Linked DNA regions of Ovis aries: region 1 is linked to region 2. Evidence: chromatin contacts called from public Hi-C data. All regions are on one chromosome and are shown on one strand. Each heading gives the region's core, a stretch centred on a gene start, on an enhancer-like site or on the middle of the called end of the contact. The rest is flanking DNA. Distances are from core to core; before and after follow the strand shown. Region 1 holds the start of GPRC5B (G protein-coupled receptor class C group 5 member B). Region 2 holds the start of IQCK (IQ motif containing K).

Region 1 (2,951 bases), core at 85-2,584, 170 kb before region 2:
AGTGATTCTGGAACAGTCTCAGCAGAATCCTCTCTGCACCCTGGATCCGGCACTGGTATATTGTGGGGAAGTAACTGTTTAGAACTCAAGATTGAGAAAGGAGTCCAACAGGGCTGTCTGCTGGCACCCTGTTTGTTTGATCTATCCGCGGAGCCCATCATGAGAAATGCCAGGCTGGATAAGGTACAAGCTGGAATCGATAGGCGGGAGAAACCAACAGCTTTAGGTATGAGGATGATACCACTCTAATGGCAGAAAGTGAAGAGGAACTAGATAGAGTCTCTTGAGGGTGAAGAGGGAGAGTGAAAGAGTCAGTTTAACACTAAATATTACAGAAAACTAAGATCATGGCATCAGGCCCCATTACTTCACGGCAAATAGAAGGGGAAAAGGTGGAAGTGGTGACAGATTTCTTCTTCTTGGGCTCCAAAATCACTGTGGATGGTGACTGCAGCCATGAAATCAGAATATGATTACTTCTTGGCAGGAAAGCTGTGACAAACTTAGACGGTATGTTGAAAAGTAGAAACACTACTCTGCCGACAAAGGTCGTATAGTCAAGGCTATGGTCTTCTTAATGGCCGGGTACTCTTGTGAGAGCTGGACCGGAAAGAAAGCAGAACGCCAAAGAACTGATGCCTTCGAAATGGGGTGCTGGAGAAGACTTCTGAAAGTTCCTTGGACAGCAAGATCAAACCAGTCAATCTTAAGGGAAATCAACCCTGAACACTCGTTGGAAAGACTGATGCCGAAGCTGAAGCTCCAGTAGTTTGGTCACCTGATGCGAACAGTGGACTCACTGGAAAAGTCCCTGATGCTGGAGAAGATTGAAGGCGAAGAAGAGGGCGTCAGAGGATGAGATGGCTGGAAGGCAACACCGATGCAATGGATATGAACTTGGGCAAACTCAAGGAGATGGTGAGGGACAGGGAGGAGGGAGGCCTGACGTGCTGCAGTCCAGGGGGTTGCAAAGAGTCGGACACGACAGGGCGACAGAACAACAGCTGTTTAGGAACCCACAGTTTAGAAAACCCCTCTATGTGTGTGTTTCTGCAAGTGGATCAACGGAGGAAAATGTCCAGCACGTCCAGAGTGATTTTGGACGCACTGTGGATGTGAGGGTGGTGGTCCCTAAATGCGGACACTGGAGGGGGCTCGCCTCGGCGCTGCAAGTGGGGAGCAAGGAGCGTGCGCCGGGTTCCGCTTGGAACAATCAGCCCTGGCCGGGACGGGGGCGGGGTTCGGAGCTCCGGGGGCGGGGCCTCAGGGGGCGGGGCCGCGGCGGCTGCAGCAGCGCGGGCCGGGCCAGGGGGCGCCTCGCGCGGCTGCGGCTAGCGAGTGCGATGCAGTGAGGCCGGACGGGCGGGCGGGCGGGCGGGCGGGATCGCTGGGCTGGGGCCACGGCGGCGCTGCAGAGATGTGACTCGGGCCGAGGGCCAGCGGGAGCGTCGGCGCTGCGGGGCCGCGGGGGTCGGTGAGTGCCAGCCGCGCCGGGAGGGTGGAGGGCGCTGCGGCGACCCCAGAAACTTTTCCCCGGGTGCACTTGTGAGCGTTGGGATGTGGTCTGCTTCTCGGGCTTTTCTGAGTTCCTCCTCTTCCCCAAGGGGTTAGTCTGCTGGGGGAGTTGGGGTTTCCGGGCTGGAGGACCACAGTTTGGCGGCAGAGAGGAGCCCGCAGACCGCGGGGCAGGGGGCGGAGAAGGTTGGGACCTTAATGGGGCGGGGGCGGTGTTCCCGGACCAGACGGAGATCAAAGTCTCAGAGGAGGGTCTGGAGGCGATCGCAGATCAGGCAAAGGGCTGCTGGAACTGTAAGGGACTTCAGGCGTGCCCGAGTGACTCGTGTGAGGGCAGCCGCGGGCAGGTCTGGGGGCTGCGTGGCAGGCGCGGGGCCTGACCACAGACAGAGCAGGCGGAGCCGGGGGCACAAGGGGAAAGCTTTGGAGGTGAGCTGCGGCACCTGCCGTAGGGACTGGGGGTCGCGGCTACGCACTACGGGACAAGGAAGGGACACTGCGGGCGAAAAGAGGCAGAGCTGGGACCTGGAGCTGGGGTACAAGTGAGGGGCGACTGCATACAATGGCGGGGGGCTTAGCGTTTCTGTTCCTGCCAGGCTAGAGGCGATGATCAGCCCTGTGCTGCGTCCGCACCCTTTGGGGGACACAGGCTTCCAGTCCCAAGCATCCCGGGACCCCTACCGCCCGCACCCGCCTCGGCCGGAGGGCTGGTTAACTGGGCAGGGAGGGAGGGGGTACCGTTGCCACCGAGGACGGGTCCAGCGCAGCCCTTGGGTTCATTCCCCGGCTATGTCACTCCCAGGCCTAGCCAATCGCCCTCCCACCCCTCAACGCAACTTGTCCCCAGTTCGCTAAGGGGGCGGCTCCTTGGAGAGCGGACAAAGGCCCCTGGAGTGTGGCGGGCAGCGGCGTCCCCGCCTGGGGCCCCGGGCCACGCGCCACATTGGCTGCCCAACTGCGCCAGTATGGGGGGTGGGGGGGACCTGAACTGAGCCCAGGAGGAACTAGGGGTCCTCGCAAAGAGGCGAGAAGTGGGGGAGGGGCTTGGCACAAAAGCTTTGGAACTTCTGCCGAGGAACCTTGATTCATAAGTTTCCCCAGGGATGGAGGCTTTCTGGAGGACTCAAGACGTCGAGTTAAACTGCATGCAAATAGGATGTAAATAGAATGCAAATCGGTATCTGTGGGTTGGGAGCCCTCCACCCGGCCAGTTTTGTATCTGGACTGTGGAGTAAACTGTTTCCTATCTGTTCCTGCTCTGTCTGAAAAGGGGTCAACTGAGTTGGGAAGGGAAAAATGGAAGTGGGAAGGAGTCGCCATTTAGGGCACAGGCAATGAGACAAGCAGTCTTGTTAGAAGCTTAAAATCTTGATCGGTTAATGTATTATTTCAGTAAATGTGCCAGCTACACAATTGGCAGATAAGCCCCTGCTCTC
Region 2 (2,943 bases), core at 37-2,536:
ACCAACCTAGAGAGCCTATTAAAAAGCAGAGACAATACTTTGCCAACAAAGGTCCATCTAGTCAAAGCTGTGGTTTTTCCAGTAATCATGTATGTATGTGAGAGTTGGACTATAAAGAAAGCTGAGCACTGAAGAACTGATGCTTTTGAACTGTGGTGTTGGAGAAGACTCTTGAGAGTCCCTTGGACTGCAAGGAGATCAAACCTGTCAATCCTAAAGGAAATCAGTCCTGAATGTTCATTTGAAAGACTGATGCTGAAGCTCAAGCTCCAGTACTTTGCCACCTGATGAGAAGAACTGACTCACTGGAAAAGACCCTGATGCTGGGAATGATTGAAGGCAGGAGAAGAAGGGGACGACAGAGGATGAGATGGTTGGATGGCATCACCGACTGGATGGACATGTGCTTCAGAAAGCTCCAGGAGTTGGTGATGGACAGGGAAACCTGGCGTGCTGCAGTCCGCGGGTCGCCATGAGTCGGACACGACTGAGCGACTGAACTGAAAGGAGTTTTCAGCATCACTGGTTCAGGCCAAGGTCCCGTTTGTTCCCCCTTCTTTCCCTTGCCTTCGACCTGACTATGGATTTAGGCTGGAGGCTGCGCTGCGTAACCTCGGACAAGCCTCTCAAGAGTCTCAGTTTCCCCGTACGTAACACGGGGAGCCCGGCGGGCCCGCGGCGAGGCTCCCTGGAGGCCTCGCACGTCAGCCGCCTGGCGCACAGTAGGCACCCAGCAAGCGCGAGCCCCGCCGGGCCGCCAGAGTCCCGTCCCTCTCGGCCGGCCCGGGCTGCCTACCCTCGCAGATCTGCTCCCACAGGTTCTTGCTAGGTAGCTCCGAAACCTGCACCGGCGAGACGGGCAGATCGAGGGACTCAGGAGACACTACGGGCACCTGCGTCCTGGCAGTAATGGACGACTCGTTGGAGACTGTCCCTTCCAAGCGCTGGGCGGTGCGGCCCACAGGTCCGGGCGCCGCCATGGCCGCGGTCATGGCCGCCGTTTCCACGGCAACCGAGCGCCCAGAAAGGCCGCGACCCGGAAGAAGCCGTCTCTTGCGGGGACGGGCCGGCGAGTCGACATTGACTTCCGGGTCACGGCGGCGCGGGCTCTCACGTGGAGGCGGGGAACTTTGGCCTTTGGGTGAGTTCGGAGAGCGCGTCGTACGCGGGACGGAACCAGGACTGCAGACTGAGTCTGGGGATTTGCGTGGCGAGCCGAGGGACCAGACGAGGATGGCTTGCACCCTCAGATCCACGTCCCCCTCGTCGCCGGTCTGAGGCGCCATCCTCAGGAAGTTCTCCCGCCTTGGAGCGGACCTGGCACCCGGCGTAATCCCTCCCTCTTTGCGGAAACCTTGGTGCGGTCGGGCGTTTGAGGCGGCAGTCTGCCTTCGCGGCTCCCTTGCTTCCTCTTAGTGAGCCTGCGGTGTGAGTTGGGTTTTGGAGCACAGGCTCCGAAGTTCTGCGGGCTGGGTTCGAATCCTTGTTTTACCCCTTGCTGGCTTTGGGACCCAGGGCAAGTAAATTAAAGTCTCCAAGTCTCAGTTTGCACGTCTCTGAGATGGGTTATTTACACCGATCCTCATGAGGCTACTGCTAGAATTTAAAAGCGCTTTTGGAGAAAGCATTTTGCGTTCTTAGGCGACGCTGTAAGGTTTATTTCCTCTTCCCTTCTTGAAGGAATGAATACACTTGGGATGTCGGGTTTGAAGGAAAGGGTCTTCTTCACTGCCGAAGAGGACAGTGCTGCAGTGTTTTAAACGATGGAGATAGGAAGAGAAAGGGATTAAGCTGGCGACAAACTCCCTTTGACTTCTTCGTTGTTACAGATCTCTAGACCACTCCTCCACTTGAGGCGCCCTTGGCTCCACCCTCTCCGGTTTGGCACCTTCTCCCTCTCCTTTGCAGGCCCCTCTTCCTCTGCCCACCCATTTAAACGTTAGAATTCTCTGAGGTTCTGTCTCAGGCTCGTTCTGTTCAAAGCTTACATACCATCCATATATTTCTAAATTTATGTCACCCATATCAGTCCAGTCACCTCTGAGCCTCAGACCCATACAGCCAGCTGTCCACCAACATCTCCCCATGGATACCTCAAGGTGTCTGGCGTCGCAGAGAGTCAGACACGACTGAGCGACTGAACTGAACTATTCCAACCAGACTGTTGCCTTCAGTCACCTCTCCGCAGTCACCTTACACTTCAGTTTTTTTGTCTTAGGGCTTAGCATTTCCATCCTGTGCTTGCCCAAGCTGGAAACCTCTTCAGAAAGTTTGCTGACAACTGGTAGGCCAGATTTGATGACCTGTCTTACTCTGACCTTACCACTGTGCTTGCTTTTATCACATGTATCACTGTTAACACAACTCTTTCCCATCCACACCTGCTTGCTTCTTGATGGCAGGGAAGTCTTTTGTTCATTTCTGTGTCTCTAGCATCCCTTCCTTCATTCAGTGAGCATTTATTGAGCACCCACCCTGCTAGGTACAAAGCTGGGCCCTGGGAACACAGCAGAAAGCCAGACAGCCAGGAGGAAGCGTGCGGTTGATCCCTCAGATCTCCAGGTGCTATAGGAGCCAACTATGAGTGAACTTGAGCTACAGCTCAGACCTGGCCTGGCTCTTTGAAACAGCTTAGAGTGAGGCATGTCCAGCCTCTGGGCTCTGAGGCTGAGGAAAACTGCTGGATGAAGCAGCTCCTGGCCTTTGCTGCCCACTGTCCAAAGCTCCTGTGAGGAGCCATTTGTTTCTGGATTCCCTGAGTGTCTCCATGTCATCTAGTCCAGGAAGCAGGACCTGGGCTGGTGACTGGAGTGAGAGACTAGTCCAACTGGAAGCTGAAATGTATTTGATGGCCCACCCAGCACCTTCTCATAGGCGCCTCGGTGACAGCCTCCCTCCAAAAATAAAAAGCTGATCATTCAAGGTCATTAAATGTTGCCAATT

The links. Hi-C and Micro-C count contacts between places; a contact is called where the count stands out from the background.
Region 1: a Hi-C map of muscle shows a contact between it and region 2, with 4 times the contacts expected there. The contact joins the promoter of GPRC5B here to the promoter of IQCK in region 2. A contact is called at or near these places in 3 of 16 Hi-C or Micro-C datasets (mesenteric adipose tissue, muscle and skin fibroblasts).

What each region holds. Positions count from the first base shown.
Region 1 is chr24:17,960,423-17,963,373 of ARS-UI_Ramb_v3.0, reverse strand. GPRC5B (G protein-coupled receptor class C group 5 member B) reads left to right here and starts at 1,334. Exons shown (of 4, transcript XM_027961692.3): 1 at 1,334-1,474.
Region 2 is chr24:17,786,330-17,789,272 of ARS-UI_Ramb_v3.0, reverse strand. It overlaps IQCK (IQ motif containing K), which reads right to left and starts at 1,286. Exons shown (of 8, transcript XM_042240479.2): 1 at 797-1,286. The coding sequence starts at 1,286. It overlaps KNOP1 (lysine rich nucleolar protein 1), which reads left to right and starts at 1,080. Exons shown (of 5, transcript XM_027961691.2): 1 at 1,080-1,141.